Linked DNA regions of Gasterosteus aculeatus: region 2 is linked to region 1. A link is a contact called in public Hi-C data. All regions are on one chromosome and are shown on one strand. The core of a region is the stretch at or near the end of the contact, and the rest is flanking DNA. Distances in the headings are between cores, read along the strand shown.

Region 1 (5,838 bases), core at 1,378-3,877:
CCCCTTCCGTTACGCAGACAAAGTCAAAATGATTTAAGGTTTAGTCGTGTGGTTTAATGATTAATCTCCGAATCTTATTCATAATGTCAATTGCATTATTATGCTATTATATATTATATCTCAAAATTACATCTTTTAATGTAATTATGTTTATGTAATCATATTATCTGTTACTCTCAGTCCCTCATTAATGTTTTTTTGAGAGTTTAGGTTTTAAAACTTTCTTCATACAAACAAAGGGTTCCTTATTGTTTTAACAGGACATTTGGAAACTAAAATCATAAAAGCATGCACGCGATTGTTTTTAAAGCTGCTCAAAAACAAATCTTTAAAAACTTTTAAATCCAGCAAAATCGTAAGAAAATGTATGCTGTGAAAGAAAATCCATGAACTAATTATATCCACCCATCTTCAGAGCTCTGGGCCCTCTTCTCCTTCAGTTCTCGTCTCCGCCGTCTCTACGCCTGGATCCAACAAAAGCGACACTCCAAGAAGATTCAACTACAAGGTAAAACAAAGCGCATAAAACAACTAAACTCATACAATAACCTCCAATAAAAACACGGTAGACTATTCCGGAAGCAAAAGATTCTTTCAGCTCTTAAGAGTCTGATTTGACAGAAATACAATTATTTCGTATAATTATTCAAGTCCCAAACTTGCAGCTGATGCCGGTGAACCGGGTATCAGTGATAAAATAGGAATACGGCGTCTCACACAATATCATGGAAGCAATACACATTTTTTATCTTGTAGCCTTAATTTCATTGAAGTTGTTTTAAAAGAAAATCATTCAAAAAGGCTCCAATACACAAAACGTTATGTTGGATTATAAAGTGGGTTGAAAATCTAGACAAGAGAATCCGACAACAACTGAACCCTAAATTAAACTCTGCATTGTGCAATTAGTCCTCAGCTGTAAATATGAATTGAAAACATGTAGACAAATATGCAACATTTTTAGATTTCAGCAAACATTTTGTGGATAATAATCGTGTGATTTATATTCCAGTTGAATCTCCTGAGCCAATAAGCAAAACTCTCCCTTTCTCCCGGTTTCCCCTCCTCCTCCGTCTCTCACCTTCACGCTCTCTTCCTGACCATCTTTTTTCTTTTCTCTCCTCCCACTCCTCTTCCTCTCCACTCCTCCTTTTTTCCTCATTTCGAAGGAGGATGCGGTGAAGGGAACGACGCTGAGAGAGGAGGTTGAAAAGCTCCACGAGGAGAGGAACATGTTGCTGGAGACAATCGAGGACCTGAAGCAGTCGGTGGAGCAGACGGGTCCACAGCCGGAAACCAGGGTGACTACATCTACATCACAGATGAGCAGATTTGAACACAGATCTTTTGGCGCTAACAGACGACAAGTAAAATATTTCTTTTTTAGTTTGGAAAGAAGGACTCCTGCATTGAATTTAATTACCGGTGAATAAACATTGTGGATGAATCTTCTACCCAATGCAGCCGAAATGTAGTTTTACTTGGTGGCTATTTTGCTGCATGCTCAGCTATTTTCTTCCAAAGGTCTTTCTGGTTGCTAAAGTCTTGAATCAACATTGCTTTTGTGAGTGTAATACTAAACCCGACAACAGACCGCCGTGTGCTGCGGAACCTTTTCACCTTGGGCATTCTTGAAGGAGGTCTAACCTGAGCTTCAGACGTGTCAAAACTTGTTTTTGTTTTTCAGTAGGTAGCTAGTGGTCCCTAACGTTGCTTTTCTGTCTCTTGTGTGCCTCTGAATGTGTGTGTGTGTGTGTGTGTGTGTGTACGTGTTGACAGGTCGAACACAGTTTTACGGCATCTGCCGCTCTGGTTCGTGCTCTGCAATCCAAGATTACTGCTCTAACTTTGGAGAATCAGCAACTTGCAAGCAAACTTAAGGTATGTAACTCATTCAGCCGCGCTCATGAGTTAACAATAAACCACTGAATGAGCTCATTGAAGGTAAGACTAGGACACTATAGGAGAATAACTTTAGCTCACAAGACTTTTTAAACTTAATTAATCGCCTATAAAATGTCAGAAAATAGTGGAAAAAGTTCAAATCTCCCACAACCCAAAAAGGTCTATTCAGCCGTCGGTCCAGAACCCAAAGCCACTTTCTTTCACCATCATTTACGACAAATTACCATTCAGTTTGAGCTTAATAGTTAGACTAATTGTCTGTCAATCAATAATTGATTGATGAATGAAAATATCCTTAAACTTGGTGTGTAGAATCAAATTGAATGTCATCTGTCTGTCACGAAGGCCCCTGTGTTCTTCTTTTAAGGTTCACTTACTTTCTATTACTGTGTCAATGATTATAAAATATGTAAAGAGTAGAAAATGACTCAGCAACTCTTTAACAACTTTACTTTTCTATAAATCATTTAAATCCCTCATTTGAGTAGAGATCTTGAGAATTAGCAGATTCTTCTTGTCCTTGGTTCCTCCATGCAATTACAGACAACACACTTCAGCTCGTGCTGTGTTTTTATCAGTGAGATCTCAACATTTTCCATCCTCCACCACAGAGACATCCATCCCTCCAGGCAAGCGACGACCAGAAGGACAACAGCCGTCCGAACAGCATGGCCTCCAACTCCTCCTTCCACTCCACCCAGGATGAGTTTGAACCTCTGCCACGGGGGGAACGGGAAGACGTCCCAGTCGGAGGGGAGGAAGAAGAGAGCGAAGGCGGGAGAGCGGCCGTCAGCAGAGAGGAGATCAGACTGCTGAGACAGGCGCTGGAGAGCGTTCAAGTGAAGCTGCTAGAAACCAGGAAGGAAAACCGCTCGCTTCACGCGCAGCTGAAGCCCGAGCGGGAAGAGGAGGAGGAGGGCGGCGTGACGGAGAAAGGGAGGGAGGAGGAGTTGATGGAGAGTCTCGCGGAGCTTCAGGCAAAGCTGACTGACACTCAGGAGAGGTACCACCAAGCCGTGGAGGAGGTGGAGGATTTGAGGGAACAGGTGGAAAGGGGAGGAGGTGAGCCAGTGGAGGAGCGGGAGCTGCAGAGACGCGCATCATCCGCGCTTGAACACGAAGTGAGACAGCTGAGGGCCCTGCTCGTCCAGTCGGGATCCGAGCAGGAGGACGCGGCCCAACGCATCGGCCTGCTGGAGGAGGCCCTGAGGCGGGTGGAGGAGGAGAGACGGAGTTTAAAGGAGAAAGAGCAGAGGACGGCGCAGATTGAGGGGCTGTACACGGAGGCACAAGAGGAGATTAGAATGCTCCAGGTGAATATGGGCCTCTTTTTCTCTCTCACGTCTGTACAACTAAAAAGGGGAAATCCTCAAAGTCCATTTATGGATATTTGGGATTTCTTCTGAAAGTCAGAACTCTCCAACGCTGATTTGGCTTTTTGAATGTAGAAGAAGGCCCAGATTATGTTGCTTTAAGATATAGTTGTATCTTTCAATTCAAGTGTATTCTACTTTTTGAGATCAATAGCATCCTCTTGTTGTGTAGGAGGCTCTGAGGGGCACAGTGCCGGTTGAAGCAGCAGCCAAAGACTTTGAAGAAATGAAGGCGGAGCTAAATGAGGTAATTGCCGGGCTGCAGCGCCGCCTGCTGGAACTCTCGCACTCCTTCAGCGAAACCAAAAGCCAGCTAGGCGCTGCGCAGAAACAGCTGGCGGAGAGCAGCGCCGCCTCCGGTTCCCCCTCCGCAGAACACCAGCAGGTCCAGGTGCTGCACAGCAAGGCGGAGGAGCTGCAGGCGCTGCTAGCTGAGGCGGAGGAGAAGCACGCGGCTGCTCAGGAGGAGATCTGCCTGCTGAAGCAGGAGGCCGAAGCTCAGGCGCAGAGCTCCGTCGCCCTCTCCGACCACGCGCAGGTGATGTCGTCCCTGGGAAGTGCCATCAAAGAGCTGGAAAGCCAGTCGGAGACACTGAAAGAGCAGCTACGCCTGAAGACCTTGCAGGTGGAGGCTCTTCAGAACAGGTGAAGAAGAAAACCTGCAGCCCAAGTGGTTGATAGATATTTTTTCCAGCTTGGAGCACAGCTTGATAATGAGGCAGAGGTGGAGCGTATGAAATGGAATAAGAGCAGTGGAAGAATTAAAGTAAATGTACTTTTAACGCAATTTCAAAGTAATTCTATTTGCATTTAATGCTTCATACCAACACATTTCAGTTTTTACTCTCACTAGTTTACGGTCCAGTCTTTGCGGGCTAAACGCGTCTCCTGCTTTTGTGATGAAGTTCCCCGCGTCTTTCGCGTGTGTCTATTTCGCAAAAGGCTGACGGCAGAGAAAGACGTTACCCCAGATGACTCAGTCTCCCGCGCCGACCACGAGAACGCTCAGGAGCAGCTGCGGGGCGAGGTGAACCACCTGACGCAGCTCCTCCAGGGGGCCCTCAGAAAGCAGGACGAGATGGCTCTGGAGGCTGCTGACGCATGGCAAAAGGTGGGAAGAAAAACATTTAAACAGTGTCCGAATATTGTTCTTCCGCGTCACGTTCACGTATTTCTTAAAACGCACCCATCCGTCCTCGTATGTGTCCGTCAGGCACGGGAGAACCGCGCAGAGTGGGAGGCTCTGCAGGAGCAGGTGATGTCGACGGAGAAGGAACACCAGACGCTGACCACCAGGCTGGCCGAGTCCCAGGACGCCGTGTGCCAACTCAAGCAGCTGGTGGAGAACCACGTTGCCTCAGAGAGGGAAAAAAACAAGAGGGTGAGTGCTGATCTGTTAACCTACATTTGTCTTGTTTAACCCTTTTCTTCAATTGCATGTTTTTCCGTTTTCCCCATCAGATAGATGACCTGTCACGGGAGGTGGCGAAGCTGAAAGACGCCCTAAACAGCTTATCGCAGCTCTCCTACAGCTCCGGTCCTCCTTCCAAGAGACTGCAGCAAAACCAGCAGCTGGAGACGTTGCAGCAGCAGATCAAACAACTACAGTACCAGCTGGCTGTAAGATCTGATGCAGATGTTTGGATGGAACACGCAAGGATTACCGGTCTCAATTGTGAAATGTGGATTCACCTGATGCTTTTCTTCCCAGGAGTCAAAGAAGCAGCACCATGAGATCGTGTCAGTCTACAGGATGCACCTCCTCTACGCTGTCCAGGTAAATCAGTTTTTACCCAAAGCTTGCTAGTGAATTTTTGTACTCCCAATTCTAAAAAAATTCTATATCACAGTGCAGCCACACGGATCACCTCAGGATGAACACATGTATTCTTTCTCACTCACCAGTTTTGGTATCCAGGCAAGGACCTAGTTTTGGTTTAATTAGCCGGCGGTTTGAAATAAAATGTCTGCCTTCATCCTAATAGTCTCTGCACTCACAAGAGAGACGTTTTACAGCATATGTGACAGAAAGTAGTTCCACCGAAACCTGTGTTTTTTTTTTTCTTTGTATTTGGGCGCTCTGTAAAACCCCTTCAGTCATTTTGGGTTTGAGTAATGTTGTATTGTTTTGGTTAGTTCACTGAACGCGGCGTTCTGTGCTTTCAGGGTCAGATGGACGAGGATGTCCAGAAAGCCTTGAAGCAGATCCTGATGATGTGCAAGATGCCGAGCCAGGCCAAGGAGGCCTGCTAAGACGCACCGGGCCTGGAGTGTCCTGCACTCGTTACGCGTGCTGATCGCAGGACAACACGCGGTGCCTCTGGATGAACCTTGAGTATTTGCAGCCGGGGAATAGGTTTACAACAGAGTTCGCTGCCTTCAATAGTGTAATTTCGACCGAGTAATATCGAGAATCTTATGATGAACAATGCTTTTGGGAAACGCCCGGCCCGGCACGAAGATACTGTACATCAGTAAGTCGACCTTTGAAATAGAAGAGAACCGAGTGGTTCCAGCCAAATGTTTGAACCCAGTAAGCGCATGTTAACACTACACTGTC
Region 2 (6,666 bases), core at 1,658-4,157, 86 kb after region 1:
GGTTAGTCGTCCTGTGGGAAATTTAAACAACCATCATTGGTCAGATGACAGTCCTCTGTTATTGGTCGTTTTAGGTAGAGGTAGGATAGTTGGTCAATGCATCAGGTCCCAGGATGAAACTACATCTAACTTCTTACAGCACTAGAGACTGCTAACCGGTAACCATTTGTTCCTCCAACCGTGTACCATCAAAAGCGTGAAATGCATGAAAAAGGTGATGGCAGAGAACACTATTTACTAATCAAACAAGGACTGAGTTTCTGGTTCAGAATAGTTAAGTGTAGAGTGGGAGCTGGTCATTTTGTTAGTGATCTTTCAAAACTTCTTTGGAGGTTATCAGTAACTATTCCCTTTATAATAGTAAAATCCAAAAGGGACATTTGGGCTTTACGATTACAGCAAATGATAAACAATTTGGAAATTCTTGGTGACAATGTTAAACAATTTATGTATTTTGAATCAAGTGAAATTTTGCTTTTGACTCCTCGCACAAGTCAGGTTTACGTTTACAAAACAATCCTTCATTTCCCTTTAGAAACATAATGACAGTCAAATTGGAGGGGATGGAGCCACATAGACTTCATAAAAATAACATCCTTCTTTACCGTAAAGGCCAAAATGCCAGCATCCCATGTACTGTAACATCAGAACAGGATGATTTGATGCACCTGGTTCAAAAACATGATTAAATCCATTCAGCTACACAAGAGTGTTTGATGCAGGAGTGGTGCAGGCTCTCTTAGCATTACATTACTGCGGTGGAGTCATGCTTAATAAGGTCAGATCCATTTGGTTCATTGCAATAAATGCTCCATAGAAGCGGGTTGAATTTTAATCTGTGTGCGACTGCTACACTAGAGGCATAGGTGGACGTGACAAGACAAAAGTGGCTGGCGATGCCTTCTAAACATGATTATTATTATATTAGACCGAATACAAAAATCTTAGTATCCTATAAAAGTGGAAATGATCAAACTTTACAAAAATGTTTCTACTGTTCTGCTTTTTTTGTAGTTACTTAAACAGTAAACGGTGAGACATTAGCACGACAGTAAAATGACCTGTATGTATGATCTGTATTTAAAAAGGGAAAACCAAATTACCGTACAATAATACAGGAAAATTGGAGGAAAAAAACCCGTTGGTGCCTATGTTTCTTTCTGTTGGGTTTCACCTTTATCACACTGCTTTTCTTCATTTTCAATTACTCTAAACATTTATCATCTATTGACAATTTCCTAAAAACGTAAGTGAAATTTTACTTGTCTGCATCTACATTTCTGATGTTGCATTGCTTTACATTAATACCGGTGTGATGAAGATGACATCGTCGGTTGCTCCCCAGATTCCACAGTAAATGGTTGACCCATCCTTCCTTTAATATCTAGAAATAAAAGTTATGCCTGCTTGGCTCCTATCGCGCAAGCGTGCTTCTTTTTACAGCATCGAAACTTATTTTATTTATAGACAATAGGAAGGGTGCGCCAAAAACGTTTGAATCGTCATTGCTCAACGAGCGGAGTCACAACCGGACAATGGTCATCTTGATGTGGAGATACTTTTGGGAAAAACGCCGACTCATCGTCTTGCACCTTCCTCGCTCCACGTGTGCTCTTGGTCGAGACGTCCGCCTCACTGGCTCTGGGAATCGCGAACCTTGGCTTGAAGGGCATCGCACGTCTTCTTGGCGTCGCCGAGCAACATCGCAGTGTTGGGCTTGTAGAAGATCGGGTTGTCGACAGCTGCGTATCCCACACCCAGGGAACGTTTCATCACAACCACCTAGAGCGGGAGGAGACACAGTCACGTGCACTCATTAGCCTCAGATTGGACAGAAAAGCCCAATTTTCTAAAGAAAAATCCATTTCCAGTTATTCCTGGCATTCGCTCGTCCACGAAGGCGTCTGTCCAGCTACATTAGATCTTGAGCTGCAGCCGGGATGTTTGCTCGGTGATTTACATATTCAACAATGTTGTTTTCCATTAAAAGTACTGTTCATCCAACAGGAGACATGATTAAATGATGTGGAAGTTTAATTCGATAAAGATGGCCTTAACATCTGTAAAAGTAAAGTATGTCAATGTTTGTTAGCTTGTGTTTGCACAATTTGAAGCATTTGTGTGTATTTTCTGTAAACGCCAATTTTTTGTTGTTGCGTGAATGTATCTGTGCACCTGTATGAGAGTCTCTGTGTGCGTCCATATTAGTGTGTGTGTGTGTGTGTGGCTGGGTGGAATGTCCACTTTGATTCCCCTGGAGGAAAGCGTGGAAACAAATGGGAGCGCTGTATAAATCCCAGATTTCGGATCGGTGCCAGTGGGATGCTCCGAGTGTCGTCATTCCACAGCGACACAGTCACCACTAATGGGATCAGCATGGGACTGCACCTGGAACTGTAACAATCTGCCTCTATGCATGAGGGCCCGAGTGTGTGTGTGTGAGAAGGCGATTACAATTGTGTGTGTGTGCACGCTCTCAAATAGGAGGCCCCTCTACGGGTTGAGGCTCCAATATTCGTTTGTGGCGGTAAATAAGCATTCCAGTTGTTGTAAACTGCAGTCTTCTTCATCTTTTTGGGCTTCAGGGCGACCTCATTATCACACATACATGTGCCAGATGTCTCACCTGCTTAGACTTCCAGACCTCCAGCACGGGCATTCCCGCAATGATAGAGTTGGGATCTTCTTGGGAGGCAGAGTTCACTGTGTCGTTGGCCCCAATCACCAGGACCAGGTCAGTTTCTAGTTGGACATCCAACAATTAAAGTCAGGAAACTTATCTCTATACTTCTACCTTGTAAAAGTGCATTTATTTGTATCGGCCTTTGTCTCCATGACGATGCATCTTTTCCAATGTTTTTCTTATCAACTCAAGTTATCTAGTGGTTTAACTGCAGTCAAGCCATCACCATCAGGTTGCCAGGCGACCGGCTGAGACTTCAGGAACCCGTGAACAAGAGATATTTAGTCACCTCCTGAGTTACTATGAAACCACTACTGTGAACTAAGGAGATAAACATCTTGATAAGCTTTGAGCTTCAGAGTTTCTGGTCGGCAGATTGCTATCAGCAGAGTTAATCCAACAGGTTCCCCCGGGCTTACAGGCTTTTTACGTAACCATTCCTGAATGGTATCACATGTAGAGTCAAAGACAGAAAGGACTGGATCTTACCAGAGAAGTCTTCATTAATCTCCTCCATCTCCAGGACAATATCGTACGGGACACCAGCTTCGGCCAACAGCACATTGAGCTGACCCGGCATACGACCGGCCACAGGGTGGATACCAAACCTGTGACAACATAAGAGAACGAGCACTTTAAAAGCAAAAGTCACTGCTCTACATTAACTATAATCTGGCTTTCTCAAATCTCAACCGAGATGGGATCAAAATGAATCACATTGGGCAGAGAAACAGTAAAATGGAGGCTTTGTACAAGTGAAGTAGAGAGATGGTTGTGATTATAGGCTGGTTACACACACACACAAACTTCCCACTGCAACCCTCAACTGTGCCTTATTGCTTGAGTGTCTACGCACGTGTGTGACTGGGTATACAGAGCTCTCAAACTCAATTAGGCATGTCATGTAATCAGGGTACTAAATTAACACCAGCCACTCAATTCGATGTCTCCTTCTCACCATTTGGAGACTATTTCTTCAGTTTTCGGGGCGAGTTGAGAACGGATTCAGATATCAGAGGGTTTTGAGATCAATTAGTGACCGCGGCTGCCAATGGAAAAGTTATTTTCTGCCCTTAATGCCATTCAGACAACATCCATTAAAAAGGGCATAGAGACAAGTGTCACGCTTGCAGACTCAATAATATGAAACGCAAAATGAGGAATAAAACTGCATGTTCCGGACTGAGGTGGATGTACGGAGGGATTCCACAGGCAGGTACGAATGCTAAAAAGACGACAAGAATTCGAGAGGGCATTTGAATGGAGAAAAAGAGGAAAGACATCAAGGTAAAAGGCTTGTTTTCTGACCACCCACTTTCCACTAATCAAGTACAAATGCTCTAAGTAGCAGCAGCTGCAACATCCAGGATCAAACAGCAGAGGCAGGACTATTATGCGTGCTGTACCTCGTCCCTCCCCTCACATTTACGTTTCCTCATTCTTTCTTCGCACACAGGTCTCTTCCCATCCGCCCTGCCCCATCTCCTTGTCATCAAACTCAAAAACCACACCTCGGTTTACATCTTTCATCGTGTGCAATTTTTGGACTTTAAATCGGGCTTCCGTCAGTCTATCGATCAAGCTATTGATCTGTATCGTTAGTCTCATCACCCATTTACCTGACTTTCTTGCCAGCTTCTTGGAGCATCTTCACCAACTCAGCAATGGGGTACTGGGCCTTTGCAGCGCAGAGTCCATACCCTGTAAGACAGTTTAACACAAGGAGGCGATTAGATGATTTTAAAGCGGGGTATGACCGCACAGCTTTTACTGCAACTCACCTGTCAAAGAACATCTTCTGGTACACACAGTTCCCAGTCATTCTTAGAGTAAAATGGCCAAACGCACACAGAGCGAGGAACCACAGTTAAAGCAACCTTTAACTGGACAACCAAGTTTACGCTCTACACTGTGGCTCAACTCTCTGACCGCCTTTATTTTTTATTTTTTAAATAATTATTTCACTGCCGAGTTTCAGCAGTTTCAGGTTGAACGATGGCTAGAAAAACCCCTCCAAACTATAACTGATCATTTAAATCATGTAGCTGCTATTCATCTTAATTGCCTTTTAGTTGATTTCCATAAACGCAATATAGGCTCTGCTCTCTAAGCCGGGCCGTCTTTGTGTTTAATATTGCTGGTGTGTGGGACTTGATTTTTATCAGACGCACACAAACACACGTCAAACGGTCCAGTGGCGTTTACGAGCCTTGTCACAACAACCAGTCAGAAACTTGTCTTGTTACAGCACACCAGTCAAACAGACATTTTCAACTTCAGCATAGGAGGAAAAGAAAAGAGGAATAAAACTTTATTGACTGTAACCAGTCCAGCTAGAAAAAATCTAATGGTTTTTGTTCTCTCCATTATGGTTCTTTCCTTCCACATTCTCTGTAGAGTTTCTCCTGAAACAAAAACACAAGTGGGTCCAGGCCATGCGGAGATGGGCCAGACGAAGCCAGGAAAACAATGTTTATCAGGCCGACTCTTAACAGTTTCCACAGATGGCAATCAGGCAAAGTGACTCTGACGGCTCCAATTAGAGAGATTGGTCAAAATAGAAACAAGCGGGCAGACTGAAGGCCCGAACTGGGGACAAAAACTATCTGGTTTGATCACTACAAAAGGGAAAGAGAAGGATTACTGAATAGACCGATCCTCCATTCATGAAGTTACTTTTACAAGTTCTATGGTGATTGGTTTTATACTTTACTAACCCTGACCTTTCACTGGTTTATGTCTACATATAACTAGTCTAACAAAAACAAAAATCTTTTTACATCTGCTCTTGTCTTCTGTTGGTCTCGAAAAAGTAAGAAAAAAGATGGTTTAATCTACATGCTACATGGATCACTTATTTTCCACTTCTCAACCATGTGACCACTTTAATTCCTGTAAATTGCAAGGGTTTTCTCTGAAGAGTTATTTTTTGTTTATAGGAACCCAGCAGTGTGGCTGGAATCGGCAATTTGCAGGCTGGATGCCTTTAGTCTGTGTTTACATGTACCCACGTGAGTAAAACAACTCCTGGGAACTTGAAACCGTCTGGGGAGGGGAGTGAGATATCGCCGGGCCACACAAATCACGGTTTTTAGGATAGCAGCACAGAGGACCATCGCAATACTACAAGTGGGAGGTTCAGACGCGTCTTTATTATTATCCAACATTATAGAAGACACGTGGAAAAAAGAAAAAAAAGAAAAGCATGTACCTGGAACAAAAGGTTGAACCCCAAGTTAACCCCCTCAAAAAAGAGCTAGAGTCCAATTATGAACATAGGGTTTGAAATGTCTACATAAACCAAGCATACCCTCATTTTCCCTTGACCTTGCATATATACGCCACACTGTAGAATGTCTATTTACCTGGGAGGGACGACCACACAGAAACCTTGTACGTGTGTGTGTGTTTCAACTCTACCGGGACTTTGTTAATTAGCCTAACAAAAAGGTGATGTAACATGGGTGAAGAAAAGGTTAAATAAGCAGAACACACACTTTGCTAATGCTAAGGAATGACTGGCAAAGTTAGAGTACCATGTTGTTCCACTCACGCACAAGCCCCTGCAATGTGCGTCGGTGTGTCTGCTTGTACCTGGAGTGATGATTATGCTCTGGGCGTCTTTAATCATGTCGACTGTCTGGTCCACGTTGACCTCGGTGTGCGTCCCTGTGATCTCCATGGGCTTTCCCGTGCCGGTGGAGGACGTGCCGTAGCCTCCCAGGATCACGTTAGCCAGTGAGCGGTTCATAGCCTGAGAGTGGAGAAAGAATTCCTTACATTACCTTAATATTTCTTCAAAAAACACATTTGTGACCGGAGATTTATTTATTTACAAGTGGGACTCTGCTGTGGTAAAGTTAGAGTCCCTCCTGGTGGAAAAGGGAGGAACAACCGCGTTAAACTCATCAAATGAAACAGCAGTGTTGCGGAGACCCAGTGCGGCAGCTCAACAATTACAGTTGCTTTAGGAATTTAAAAAA

Evidence for each region. A called contact is a pair of places that touch in the nucleus more often than the background predicts.
Region 2: a contact with region 1 is called in a Hi-C map of skeletal muscle, with 1.6 times the contacts expected there. The contact joins two enhancer-like sites. A contact is called at or near these places in 3 of 6 Hi-C or Micro-C datasets (skeletal muscle and tail fin).

The regions. Positions count from the first base shown.
Region 1 is chr14:8,572,609-8,578,446 of fGasAcu3.hap1.1, forward strand. It overlaps rai14 (retinoic acid induced 14), which reads left to right. Exons shown (of 21, transcript XM_040198339.2): 12 at 416-508; 13 at 1,170-1,301; 14 at 1,780-1,881; 15 at 2,517-3,218; 16 at 3,451-3,923; 17 at 4,221-4,389; 18 at 4,492-4,659; 19 at 4,740-4,898; 20 at 4,990-5,055; 21 at 5,445-5,838. The coding sequence ends at 5,531. Among protein-coding and RNA genes, the nearest start is that of rai14, 25 kb to the left of the region's middle. Within about 2 kb of position 2,628, at least 2 of the 9 cell types and tissues checked have open chromatin away from gene starts, as enhancers often do.
Region 2 is chr14:8,658,529-8,665,194 of fGasAcu3.hap1.1, forward strand. nnt (nicotinamide nucleotide transhydrogenase) reads right to left here. Exons shown (of 22, transcript XM_040198331.2): 18 at 6,278-6,437; 19 at 4,303-4,384; 20 at 3,173-3,291; 21 at 2,627-2,742; 22 at 1-1,782. The coding sequence ends at 1,633. Among protein-coding and RNA genes, the nearest start is that of nnt, 18 kb to the right of the region's middle. Within about 2 kb of position 2,908, at least 2 of the 9 cell types and tissues checked have open chromatin away from gene starts, as enhancers often do.